Regions from separate parts of the Anser cygnoides genome. Here region 2 is linked to region 1. The links are chromatin contacts, called in public Hi-C maps. All regions are on one chromosome and are shown on one strand. The core of a region is the stretch at or near the end of the contact, and the rest is flanking DNA. Distances in the headings are between cores, read along the strand shown. Region 1 holds the start of TRAF7 (TNF receptor associated factor 7). Region 2 holds the start of FAHD1 (fumarylacetoacetate hydrolase domain containing 1).

Region 1 (6,790 bases), core at 2,460-4,959:
CTGCACCACGTGCCAGGCACGCTCCCCAGACCCCACAGCACCCACCCACACCACGGCTCCCCAGAGGGAAATGCATTTCCCTGGCCGGGCTGCTCTGCTCCCGCCCGGCTCGGAGCCGCTCTGCCCGGTGCAGGCAGGAGGGGACGCGGGGAAAGGGCTTGGTCGGTGTGGCCATGGCTCCCTCCAGGTTCCTCCACCGGTTCAGCAGCGACGGCGCTCAGCCAGGAGCACCCTGGGGTTGCTTTAATGCGAGGAGGAATGATGGGGCCTAGGGGCGCGAGTGCCTGCTCCCCACCAAAATCTGGGTGGGAAAAAATCCTGAATTCACTTTTCCCACGTACCCGGAATTCAGCTGATCAGATCCTTGGCCTGGGGCACACAGGAAAGCTTTGTTTTCAAGGCAACCGTTTTTTAGCTGCTTATTTCTGTCTGTCAGTCCTTCCCGTGTTGTAACATAGCTCCTCGATGAAGATTTCTCCTCTTCCCCGCAGAAGACAAGAGCTTAGATGTCCGTTTGAGTAAGCTCCCGCAAACATCTGTTGTACAGAGGTTTCCTGACTGTTTATCTGTTCGGCGAAGGCTTTGGTTCTCTCACTACAGCCATTTCTTGTACTTTAATGAGAAGAAAGCTAATGTACTGCAGCTTATTCCTGATCCCTTCATGTAAGCCCGATAGCTTTTTTAGACTGCAACAGTGCTTTGCTCCGAAGTTCTCTTGGGACAGCTCTTTCTTCTAAAGGAAGAAAGCCGAGGAGGCTGCTGTAGGCATTGACCGTGCAGGTTTGAGACTTCTGCCAGCTCTCTTCAAGGGACTCCTCAGCCCTTTTGTCTGTGCCAGGCACGTGGCTTTTGCTTTTGTTAAAGTTGCACTTCCACGTACAAATTACAACTTTGGAGGAAGTGTTTGGCCTCTGGCAATTTTCTTATTAAAAAAATTCCACCTGCACGACACCAGGTGCCCTGCTGCACTGCCCCTCCGTGCGCTGCCCCTATAAACAGGGCACTTAAATCAAGCCGTCCCTCACTCCCAGCTGGCAGAACACCAGCTCCCAGCAGTTATTTAGCTGCACCCGCCCCTTGTCGCAGCAGGGGTGCCAGCCTGAGCTGCAGCACAGCGTTCCCCAAGGGCACAAAGTCCCTCGGTGCATGGTTCAGGAAGGCAGCCACAGAGCAGACCCCTCGGAGCTGCACTTCTTGGCGAGCCACAGTAAAATGCGCAGCACTCAGAGCTAGAGTGGGTCCAGCACAACGATGGTACGGAGCCTAAAATAAACCTGCTGAGAACAGAGCATTTTTCCTGCATAGCTTGTTAGGGAGAAATGTCTGTTACCCGACTTAAATTTTGTTAAAAACCCTGTTCCCGGGGGAATGTTTGCAGCAACCAGCCTGGAGCAGCCCCCACTGATGTGCATCGCTGGGCAGAGCCTGCTCCCTGCTGGCAGCACCATGCAGGGCCCGGGGGGGAGGCAGCGAGGGCAGCCTCCTGTTCCTCATCAACCCTTCCCAGCACCAGAGGCATCCCACCAGAGGCACAGAAGAGCAGCAGGCAGCTCAAACGCCTGGGTCTGTTCCCAAACCTGCCTTTGGTGTTTTCTCAGAATAACTCACGGTGTAAGAACAGCCCCTGCCCCAAGGTGCCAGTCACTGCACAGACACTACCTCCTTCCCCCTCCTCACAGGCAGGACACCTTTGGCCATCCTGAAAAAGCTGACAGCTCCTAACTCGGTACTTCGGGGTGGGACCAAAAACAATCTAAAAATAATTTAAATAGAGCAGATGTGAGCACTACTTTTTGGGTATGCCTGTCAGGACCTAACTAGTACAGCAGAACCAGAACCGCATTTGGGGAACTTCCTAACCCCCCCAAACTGAAGGGACACTCAACCCCCATCTACCCCGCCACAAGGTCCCTGTGCACCACTCCCCTCCCGCTGCCCGCACACCAACCTTACTGCTGAAGCACCCCTCCGCTCTTCTTTGGTTTTTTTTTTACATGGGCCTCTACTGCCCCCAAGCGATGCAGAATGGTTCAGTGCATTCAAGCAAGCCGAGGACTTGGCATGACATGCACTTCTCATTTTCGCTGGCTCGTTTACAGCTTTTGTTTCATTCCTGTTAATAAATTTTTTTAATAATCCTCGCGGCTACAGTGGTGTTTTTGTCTCATACCCGAACTGTTCGATCATTCAAATAGTTCAGCTCATTCTTGAGCCTACCTGGATGGTTGCATTACCAGCATGGGCCCAGGTACCCCCCTGCACCCACCAGGAATTCAAGGGACCCAGACTACAGCTGAGCTGCAGCACACATCGTACAACAGCTTCCTTCAATAATAGCAATGATTTGCTGTGTGCCCAGATGCAAAATTCTGTTAAGTCTATGGTTTTGTGCGTTATGCATAGAATTTGTAAAGAACAGAGACAAAACCAGAAGTCTTTTGAAAACTTTATTAAATCTGTAAGCTGTAGAACCAGCCCAATAGAGAACCCAAAGTGGGGATGCAGCAGCAAGCAGTTTGAAAGTTACAAGGCTGAGCTTGATTTGAGAATATGGAAATAACAAAGACCTGAACAACTTATTAAATTCAAAAAAAAAAGATTTAAATCATTCACCTACACAACCTAGCACTGTGAGGCCTGCTGCCTGTGAGTCCTTTTGTTTACCTGTACTACTGCATCCACTGCCTGCCATTACTTTTGCTGTAGGCTACCACGTGGCAGAGGAAAAAATAACTTTGATTTGTTTCACGGAATTCTGCAGCTGATGCTGTGTTCTTGAAAAACCGCACTGACTCTTTTAACTGTACAGCATGAAAAGCATCAGCTTCGCTGTTAGATACAGCAACCCCAGAAGAGTTTTTTAACCGTACTCGGGTGCATCCCTTGCTGTGTTCTCAGCCTGACGCCTACGTTACGCCCGGGGTCGCAGCTACACGAGGCGCACCAGGCCGTTACTCCAGCCCGGTTTCACTTGCCCCAAAGCGCCTCGTGGCCCCGCACAGCTGCAGCTTCCCGAGCCGGCTCAGGAGCAGCAGGTCACCGCACACGTGTGCGCCTCACCGCCCGGAACTCCACGGCGACCGCCGGGCCCTCAGGCCTCCCTTCCCGTGCCGCCGTTGCGGTGCGGGTCCCGCCGGCCCTGCGGAGAGAAGGCGGCGCGGTGAGAGCAGCCCGCCGCGCCCCGCGCCGCCCGGCCCGCCGCTCCCTCGAGCCTCAGCCGCGATGCGTCAGCAGGGGCCGCGGCCGCCCGCCGCCCTCAGACGAGGTGTCAGAAAGGATCGGATCATCCCCGGCTCGCCCAGGCCCGGCCCCGTGTGGCGGTCCCGGCCCCGCCGCCCCCCTCGCCGCCCACCCCTCACCTACCTCTCCGCCGGAAAGGACGAAGTGCGCCCCCGCCAGGCTATTTATAACCACCACAACGCTGCTATTGGCCAGACTGCCTGCGGGCTCAGCCAATCGCCAGCAGTTGGGGTGATCGCCCTCACCCCTCTGCCGGCGCTCATTGGCTGCCGCTCCTCCTCTCCCCAGTGGCGCGGTGCGGGCCGAGGCGCGGTTCGGCGCCGCCCGATTGGCCCCCGGAGGAGGCCGAGCGAAGCCAGTAGCGACAGCGATTGTAACACCGACCGACCGCGGACGCGCCAATCAGCGCTGGGCCGCGCGGGCCGCTGGGAGCTGTAGTCCCGGCGTCTCGGAGGCGCGGTGAGGAGCGGGCGAAGGTCGGAGCGCGGGACTACAAATCCCGAGGAGCACCGAGAGCGGCGCTTCCGGCCCGGGCGGCAGCGGGGCCGCGGGACGAGTGGGGGCAGGCCCGGGGCCGCGATGTGCCGGGGCCGGGTGCCGCAGCTCCGGCCGCCGCCGCTGCCAGGTACGGGGCGGGGCGGGGCGGCGGGGCCGGGCCGGGCCTCGCGCTCCGGGCTCGGGCCTGGGGCAGCGGCGGGGGTTCGCCGGGCGGTGGTGCCAGGCCCGCTGGTTGTGGCCCCCCCCACACCCGGTGCCCCGTGAGGGCCGCTGGGCCGGCAGCGGCTGCTCCTGCACCGGCAGCGCCGGCGGGTGCCCGGGTTCAGCCCCGGCAGGCCGAGCTCGGCTCCTTTGCAGCCGCCCCGAGCGCTCCGTGCTGCCGGTAGGGGGCTGCGGGGCCCGGTGCGGGGTGCTCGGTCTGCGGAGGGCCGGGTGAGCCGGGGTGGGGGGGGGGCTCCGGGAAGCCCCTGCGGGAGAGGGGCGTGAGGTGGGGCCGTCCCCCACGGGCCCTGCGTAGCTCCCCGGGGGCCGCGCGAGGCGCGGCGGCAGCTCGGGGGAAGGGCTGTGCGGGTAACCCTGCCGGGGGCTGCCCGCCCTGCTCCGGGCCTGGGCGCCCCGCGCTGCGTCTGTGCGGCTCCCCGGCCGGAGCCCTTCGGCAGGGCTCTCCTGCCGGCTGTTTGACACGGCTCCACTCGTCGCTGCCACCGCGAATCGCTGCCTTCCGCCGCTGCAAGCGGCAGTGCCGGGGGCACCCCCAGAATCCGGGGCTGCATCATGTCAGCGCTGCACAGACGCCCACTGACTGCGAGCCCAAAGGGAGCACGCAGAACGCACAGCTCTGCCCTCGCTGCACAGCTGGAGGAGCGGGACATCAAAGGGCTTGGGGATTTCCCAAGGGTCACGCAGGAAACTGTAGGATCAGGGCACTGCTCTGCAGCCTGCTGACCCCGAAGTCACCGTGGGTGCAGCGTGAGAAAGCCCAGGGTAAATCCAGCCACGACAACACAAAGCTCCCGCGTTGTGGTTTCACAGAATCATTAGGGTTGGACGAGCCCTCCAAGATCATCTGGTCCAACTGTCCCCCTGCCACCAATGTCACCCCCTAATCCACGTCCCCAGGCACCACGTCCAGCCTTCCCTTGAATGCCCCCAGGGACGGTGACGCCACCCCCTCCCTGGGCAACGCATTCCGGTGCCTGCCTGCTTTGGTTCAGCGCAGCAGGCGGCAGGAGATCGCTTGCAGGTGAAGCCGCCGGCAGGAAGGAAAGTTCCGTGACGGGGGAGGTTCAGTTGTACCACGCAGCACTGGGAGACCTAAGCCGGGCTGGAGGGACCAGGGCGTTGGGTCGGGGAGTGAATGCGGGCAGCTTTGCTGACCCGGGCTGCGAGGAGGGAGGGCTGCGCGCTCTGGGATGTCGCTCCTGCAGTGTGACCGTGTTTGTGCCTGCTGTGCCCCGTGAGGAGCTGCTCTGGGTGCACGGCGCCCTGCTGCGTGGGGCAGGGCGGGCACACGGCGCCCTGCTGCGTGGGCAGGTGTCCGGCAGCACCCCCCCGCCTTGCAGGCCTGTCTCCCAGGCTGGCCCCGCTCCCTGCCCCAGGAAGGCTTTTCCTTTCCGCGGCAGCTCTGTGCTAACTGGTTTTCCCCGGGGTGCCTCCGCAAGCACAGACCGCGTTGCTGCTTTTTAGGCCGCTTGATATTCGGCGTTACGAATAGCTCGGGAACTATCTAAGGAGGGCGAGAAACTTGAATTCCCTGAAAAGCGAGAGGTGGACGAGCCCGTCCCTGCGGATTCCTCGGGTCCAAGGCACAAGGCCGCGTGCAGCAGGAGGGCTGGTTTCTCTTAACTATCCCAAACCCCCCCCCCCAGCCCGTGAGCGGCCCGGCAGAGCGGCGAGGCGGCGCGGGGATCGGCTGCGCGGGGCTTTTCTGGCTGGCTGGGCAAGTCCCCGCTGCTCCGCGTGCCTTTCTGCTTACCTCACCGGGAGCCGCGCGCAGACAGCGCAGGGGACGTTTTGGCCGGGGGAAGCTGCCCGCAGCTGCGGGGCTTGGTGCTGGCGGCGGCTCCGGGCCCCGCCGCCCCGTGCCGGTGCGGGCAGGCAGCGGTGAGCGCTGCGGGCAGCGGGGCCCTGCCAGCCGGCCCGGGCTGCCTGCCTCCCTCGGGGCCGCCGATGGCAGCGGTGGGGGAACCGAGCAGTTCTCACACCCCTGCTTAGGTCGGAGTGAGGGCAGCAGGTACCCGAGGTCTGGCGCCGGGTTAGAAGCGGTGCCTGCAGCTAGCTGGAGCTGCCCTGTGCTCCCGTTGTGATCCTGAGCGCGTCCCGAGGCTGTGTGACGGTGACCCCAGCAAGTGCTCTCTGGGGTTGTTCCCGGTGGTTTCAGAAAGGTGAAATCCTCAGGGTTCGCAGAGGGAAGGTTTGGGAGAAGAGGCAGGGCCTCGCGCCCCCTCTGCCTTGCACCTGAGGCCGTTGTGGCCGCAGCACGGCTGCTGACTGCGCGCCGGGAGGGATTTAAACAGGACCTTCCTGGCGTGATGGCAGGGGGCTGCGGGGCGCTGGAGGGTGCTTGTGTGTGAAACTGGGCAGGGGGTGTGCTGTGGTGGAAGGGGCAACATCCATTTCTTCAGGAATCAAGGATTCGGTGCTCGTTTGTCTGGGACCTGACATCACTGCTTTGACCATCCTTTGCCCGGCTCACCTGGTAGCCGTGAAGCACGGCGGTGCCTGTCCCTCGCAGTGGGTCGCAGCTCTATGGACTGGGCTCTCCTGCTTGTTCTCAGTCAGAAACTGTACACACAGAACAAAAATGCACAAAAAAAGTCTTTTATTTGTAAAGAAGCTGATGCGTTTCAGACGGATCCCTAGGGTGGTCTGGTTGCACCCAGAGGGCAGATGAGCACGGCGCGAAGTGTCAGAGCCTGGGAAGGCGTCTGGGGAGGGCAGGGGAAGGGAACGGTGCGCATCCCTCTGGCCCGTGTCCTACAGGTCAGGCTAGGTGCTCGTAGTCGTCGTCATCACGGTGCTCTGTAAATGCTGGTACCGAACTCCACGAGCA
Region 2 (6,790 bases), core at 2,554-5,053, 430 kb before region 1:
GGGGACACAGCACAGCAGGTCCTGCAGCCAGGGAGAAGGGCATGCACAGCCCAACCTGCCTCCTTCAGAGGAAGAGGAGAGCGGCTACCACGGGACAAAGCGTTAGTGCCTGGCTGTGTCACCCTGTGCCCCGCGGCATGGGAGGATCTTGGTGCTCTGCAGCTTCACAGAAGAGGGATGGGACTCTGCTCCTGGGGATGTACTCATGCAGGCAAAGCACTGTACCTCGACTGGAGAGATTTCAAGGGGCAGGAAAGCAGAACAGAGAGGGAGCGCTTGGACAAAGGTCAGCCGGGGACCATGACTTTGCAAAAAAAAAAAAAAAACAAACACAAAATGCCATGTTACAACCAAAAGGGGAAAAAAAAAAAAGGAGAAATATAGACACTGTTAGAACAGAAATACGTGGTGCATTAATTGGGGAAATCACTTCTTACGTAGCGCTACAGAGAGAGGGGAGGTACATGGAGGGCCAGGCTCCCTGTCTGGCAGATACCAGGCATGCACTGCAGGAAGGGTTCTCACTCACGGGCTACCTTGATGCAACAGCAGTGCTTCCCTATTTGCTTTTGGTTAAATGTTTAATCAGATCCAAGTAGTAAATCTGATTCCAGATGCAAATAACCTGTGCTCCATTTTTCCCCACTCTTTAACTCACAGATGCACAGTTCTTAAAGAAACAACCGAGTCATAAGAAGCTCTGACATAAAAAAAAGGAAGGAAAACAAAGACAACAAGGCCTTCCACTGCCAGCAATCCACAACCCAGGCCTGGGTCCATGCACATGCAGGGCGAGAGGCACGAGCCTCTACAAATCACACACCAGTTGTCTTTAACACCCAAGGCCCTCGCATGCCACTGAAGGTGCCTGCATTGCTCCGAATCGGGCTGGCTCAGCTCCTGGTTCATTTTGCACCACTGCCTCCAGCCCAACGCTTGGTGCTCAGTAACCTCCACGGGTGCCAAAGGGAGGGGTCACCATGCTCTAATCGGCCTGGCCCACTCTCGAAACAGGTCGGTCCTGATAAGAGGCAGCTTCAGGGAGCTGAGGCCCTGCAGGCTGCCTGCAGCCCACCCGGAGCTCCGGAGGCTGACGGACAAACAGCGCTGCAAGGCCAGGACCAAAGCTCCCAGCTGTGCGTGCCGCTGCAAAGCCAGGCACAGGGGTGGCAGCACCCCCAGGGCCCCTCCAGTACCACTGCCCTGGAACATCTTCCCCTTCTGCATCCACTACCTCACCTGCTTGTACTGGAAAGGAGGCATGGAGGGGAGATGGTAGTAAAATTAAATGCAAAAAAAAAATAATCCCAAGGCACAACAGTGTAGGCATGCTCTGGGTATTTGATATGGAAGGCACACAGTGTTAAAGAAAGCATCCATACCTGCCAAGTGGTCCTTAGGAGCAGAAAAGTCCTTTCAAAAAAAAAAAAAAAAAGAACAGAATAACAAATCCTTACTATTCCTTGATAGGAAAAAAAAAAAATTGCTCCTCAACTGCTCTAGCATAACATGGAGCGCTTTTCCTTTGGATGTAATCACTCACAAGAGCTACGTTTACTGTATGTTTGTTTGCACAGTAGATGCCAACTGGAAAATAAAAAAAAAAAAATCAAAAGAAAACACAACCCTAGCTTGAACTCAAAGGAATTATTCACATAGTTAAAATGCTTTCTTCCTATGAACCGTTTTTAACCTTGGCCGTGATCCTGAAGACTCTTTGCATGTTTAGCTCACAATTCGTGCACAACAAACAAACAAACTACACCACATACGGAAACGTTTTCTGAGATGCGATTTGAACAAAGGAAGGAGAAAGCATCCATGCAACGTGAAACTCATTCTGATCCCCATCTGCAGCTGAGCTGCACCTCTGCAGCCTGCCCGTCGGACGAGCAGACCAAAAGCCCTCACGCACACCCAGCACCGCTCGGAGGAGAGGAGCAGGCTCAGCCCCGGCTCTGCTCACGCCAGACCCCCAGGCAGTTCCTAACCCCTGCCCTGGCCCTGCACCTAACGAAACGCTCTCGTTTCGAGATCACTGTGCTGCGCGCAGGGCTACTCCAAAATCAAGGTCCGGTAATTTCATTTTCGCTCGTTCTGCGCCACATCCCCGCTGGCTCGATGCCTGAAGCAGAGGTGACAGGGGCTCGCGGAGCAGCAGAGGCCTCTGGATCGCACGCTTGGTGTTGCGGAACGGCTCGTCAGCGCGGCCCGACTCGCCGAGAGGAAGGGTTCGCACATGGGAAGCATTAATGTTACCGCATGCACGCTCGAGGTTAGGGGCAAGCAGGCAGCAGCGCAGTTTAATAATAGGTTACTGCAGCGAAGGGGTGCTTTATACATTTTCTCCACGGTATTTTTGTTTTACTCTTTTTTTAATTACAGCAAAGAGTGGAAAATTGCTCTTTCAAATGTAGCTGTCACAGACACGAAAGTGACCGCCCATGCATCCCCAGACGTACATCCCTGCGTTGCCACATAATTAGAAACACCACGTTCACTTTTTTTTATGTGCTCTGCACGCAGATATTTTTGGACACCGGGCGAGCCCGTGTTGGCTGCACACCCCCGGGGAACGGCGGCTCGCCTTGCCCCTGCTCCCCGCCAGCAGCCAGCCCGGGGACCCGTGCACACCCTGCAGTGGGGAAATTCGGTCTGCCAGCCCCTCGGTTTGCTTGTTCCCAAGATAGCATCAGGGTTTCCAAGCCGGGCAGTAACTCCCAAGGATTTTTGCTCACGAAGGCCAGGTCTTAAAGCTGGAGTGATGCAAAAGGCCTCTGGCAAGACTCGCCCGAGACACTGTCAAGCCCCAGCCCAAGCTCCAGTTCAAAGAGACGCTTTCAGAATTCAGGCCGCAAATTTAAATGCACAGCCCAGGCTTTTTTTTTTTTTTTTTTTTTTAAAAAACGTTACCGATACAATTTCGCGTTGAGCTCAGGTTAAAATTCCAGCTCCCAGCCCGCTGTCCCCCAGAGCCATAACCAGCACCCGTGGCAGTCCAGAAACTCCAGGAGCCCTGAGATCAGTTATCAGTGGGGAGAAGAAAAAAAAGAAAAAAAAGAAAAAAAACAAAAAGAAAACCAACCACCACCAGAGACAGGCTCCAGCTAAGCAGATACTGACCTACTTGGGGCTGTGAGTCAGCTTAAAAAGCTCTGCGCACCCCTGAGTGGGCAAAGGAGAAGAGAAACCATCGTCAAACTCGGCAGCTCGCCGGGGCTGGGGGGGGTCCGCAGGCGCCCACGTCCCCCCGGGGCCGGCTGCGGGGCCGCTGCGCCCCCCAGGCCGCCAGCCCAGCCCCGGAGCAAGGGGGACCCCCCCCGGAGGAAGGGACCCCCGGGAGTAAGGGGACCCCCCCGAGCAAGGGGAACCCCCCGGAGGCAGGGGGACCCCCCGGCCGCCCCCCTCCCGAGGGCAGCCCCCGGCCGCCCCCCGCTCCGTGCCCGCCGGGGCAGGTGGGCTCCGGGCGAGCCTCCCTCCCCACGTACCGGCTCGGAGCAGGGCCCCAGCTCGCAGGGCGGTGCCGAGGCTCCGCCAGCCCCCGCCGCGCATGGTGCAGGCCCGGCCCGGTTACCTTCGCTCCCCGCCCCGGGAGGCGGCGGCGGCGGCGGCAGCCCCGGCCCCGGCCCCGGCCCCGGCGTACAACGGGGGCGGCGCTGCTCCCACCCGGCCGCCGCCCGCCTCCTCCTTGCACGCCCGGGCCAGGCCCTTTTTTTTTTTTTTTTTTTCCTTTTTTTTTTCCCCAACCGAGCCGTTTGCCAACCCCCGTGGAGGGGCTGGGTAAGGAGGCGGGGGGGGGGGGGGTAGGCGGCCTGTCCTTGGGAGGGAGCAGGCAGGGGAAGGAAGGAAGGAAGGAAGGAAGGAAGGAAGGAAGGAAGGAGGGAGGTCGGAGCTCGCCGTTGCAGGCAGGGTTTGCGCCTCCGGGCCCGGCAAGGACACCCCAAGGGCATCCCGGTGAAGGAGCCGCCGAGCCCATGGCCTCCTCCCGGCCCCTGGCCCGCTTCTGGGAGTGGGGCAGGAACATCGTGTGCGTGGGGCGCAACTACGCCGAGCACGCCAAGGAGATGGGGAGCGCGCCGCCCTCAGAGCCCCTCTTCTTCCTCAAGCCCTCCTCCGCCTACCTGCGGGAAGGATCCCCCATTCTCCGGCCTTACTACTGCGACAGCCTGCACCACGAAGTGGAGCTGGGGGTGGTGATCGGGAAGAGAGCCCAGGCCGTGACCCAGCAGGCTGCTATGGAGCATGTGGCAGGCTACGCCCTGTGCTTGGACATGACCGCCAGGGACACCCAGGAAGAGTGTAAAAAGAAGGGTTTGCCCTGGACCTTGGCCAAGGCCTTCAACACGTCCTGCCCGGTCAGTGAATTTGTGCCCAAGGAGAAGATCCCGGACCCTCACAAGCTGAAGATCTGGCTCAAGGTGAATGGAAAGCTGAGGCAGGAGGGGGAGACCTCCTCTATGATCTTCTCCATCCCCTACCTGATCAGCTACATCAGCGAAATTGTCACCCTGGAAGAAGGGGATTTGATTCTGACGGGGACTCCCGAAGGAGTTGGGTCTGTGCAAGTAAACGATGAGATAGAGGCTGGGATAAGCGACATCCTGACCATGCGGTTCAAGGTGGCACAGCAAACGCGGCGGTCCTAACCGAGAGCCCGGCTGGGACCCCTGTCTGTGTAGGAAAAGGCCTTTTGGGGAGTATCTGGTGAACGAAGAGACACACAAACTGTCCCGTGAATTAAATTTATATGGCCTAAGCATCTACTGGACTGTCAGTTGTCAAGGACACGTAGCGCATGAGCTCTGAAGACCTTTGGCCAAAACAACCCCATTTCCATGGAGGTTTCAGCCTCCTCCGAGGCTGTACAGCGGAGGCCAGGCCAGGAGTCCAACCCAGCGTGGGGCAGCTGGTTAATACCTAAACGGTACCTTGGAACTTTCTGTGCAGACTGTGCTGGGAGATGAACACAGGGCAGGAAATGCAGCAGCAAGACTCTCACTGTGTGTGTGCGCCCTTCTGTTCTATATATTGCCTTAAAATAAAAAATAAAAAGTGAAACATTAAAATGGTGATGTATGGAAAGTGCTCTGGGATCCTGGTAAGGACTGCAGCTCTCCCCTTGGTACCTGCTTGTTAGCAGGAAGGCTTCCATGTCCTGGCTCCCAGGTCTCCCATATACTTGGCTTCCTTGCACAGAGGTATTGAAGCAGCAAAAACGTACGTACACAACGAGAAATAAAAGTTTAACCTGAGGACTGGAATCCACCCAGGGTGTGAAGCTACATGCCCTGGCAGCTGTCAAGGTGGGGTCTTCGCAGCTTGGTGCTCCAAGAGCTGGCTCATGGGCAACAAAACAGCAGTCAGAGGTGCTCTGCACCTGGGTGCTGTGGCCCATCATCACTGGGGAGCTGCAACAAAAAGAGCTGTGATGAAACGTGGAAAAGCCTATGGGGAAAGGTGCCTTTGCAAAGCACTGCATATGTTTTCATCATTACAGTGAATAATCTATAAACCCATAGATATCTAGGGTTTTAATTAGTCCCTTAGTAGGCCACCACTTTGAAAGTAACGCTTGGGCATTCTCAAAGCCTAGGCTCACATGTCACATGGGGTGGGGGCTCCTTTCAGTGGTTTTATTTCCAAGATTGAGGATTTGGGGTTGTAAATAAAAATTAGGAGCTAAGGCTCACCCATGCTATATAAAATCAAAGGTGCACATGCAACAGTAAATCAAGAATTACAGCTTCAGAAAGAATCTCTCTCCTCGGAGTACTCTGCAATATAAAGATGTTTTCACAGGAGTTTCATGATTCCTCCATGCATTTTTCAAGTGTACAAATTAAAAGAGGATTGCTTTCCCTCCCACTCCAAGGAGCGTTATGCAGCAGAAGTGTGCCAGATGCCTGGCAGATTATTTTCTTAAACTAAACTTTAAATATACTTCTAAAAGTATAATAATACAAAAGATAAAGAAGCTCATTGGTAAAGATCACCAGTAAACTTGTCTTTACTTTCACTGATTTAAATATGCTTTATCAAAATCTAACTGCAGCAATTACCATTACTTACATAACACAGTGCAACAGTTGAAGGTTTTTTAAAAAATATTTCCAGCTGTTAAAAAGCCACGTCCCGTTTCCAAACTCCAACTGATCTTACATTTTCTACCAGTTTACATGACAGTGAGCTCTCTTTCAAATCAAAGGAGTGACGAAACAAGTTATAAAATATTAATAAAAAAACTCTCCCCATGAACATCAAAACTTACCACTTACCATTTTCAAAGGCTGCACAGTTATCCAATTTCTGAGAAAAACAGATGGATTTTTTTTTAATAATTGTGAATGCTGAAGCGAAATGCTGAAGCCAGATCTTAATAACTGCTAGAAGTTTTGTTTCAAAATGTACATTCGAAGTCTTACAGAACAAATTATGGCAGCCCAAAGACAAGTACCTCTGCTAAAGAGCAGCATGCTCCAGTATACTGCCAATCATATGGTAAAAGAAAGGAGAACATGTTGTATAACAAAACATGTATTTTTTTCTATCACTTTCTGTTTTGCTTGTCCAGCTGCATGCATCTTAAGCACATCTCTGCATGCCCAAACACCACCAGGTACTAATCCTGCCAACACACACACATCTCAGTTCTCTGCATTTTAACATCAGCCAATGGCTTAAAGCGTGTGTAAAAATTTTTTATATGATGAGACCTTATAATAACTAAATGCTGTGAACATAATTCAGATTTTACATAAACAACGCTTAAGGAATCAAGGCCAATTGAAAT

The links. A called contact is a pair of places that touch in the nucleus more often than the background predicts.
Region 2: a Hi-C map of liver shows a contact between it and region 1, with 10 times the contacts expected there. The contact joins the promoter of FAHD1 here to the promoter of TRAF7 in region 1. A contact is called at or near these places in 2 of 7 Hi-C or Micro-C datasets (both in liver).

The regions. Positions count from the first base shown.
Region 1 is chr15:1,418,038-1,424,827 of Taihu_goose_T2T_genome, reverse strand. It overlaps TRAF7 (TNF receptor associated factor 7), which reads left to right and starts at 3,709. Exons shown (of 21, transcript XM_066977355.1): 1 at 3,709-3,865. It overlaps LOC125183298 (small nucleolar RNA SNORD60), which reads right to left and starts at 3,295; the gene lies at 3,209-3,295. RAB26 (RAB26, member RAS oncogene family) reads left to right here. Exons shown (of 9, transcript XM_066977356.1): 9 at 1-2,138.
Region 2 is chr15:1,843,157-1,849,946 of Taihu_goose_T2T_genome, reverse strand. It overlaps FAHD1 (fumarylacetoacetate hydrolase domain containing 1), which reads left to right and starts at 3,803. Exons shown (of 1, transcript XM_013174962.3): 1 at 3,803-5,066. The coding sequence starts at 3,975. The coding sequence ends at 4,646. HAGH (hydroxyacylglutathione hydrolase) reads right to left here and starts at 4,140. Exons shown (of 11, transcript XM_066977548.1): 1 at 4,122-4,140; 2 at 3,124-3,165; 3 at 1,383-1,413.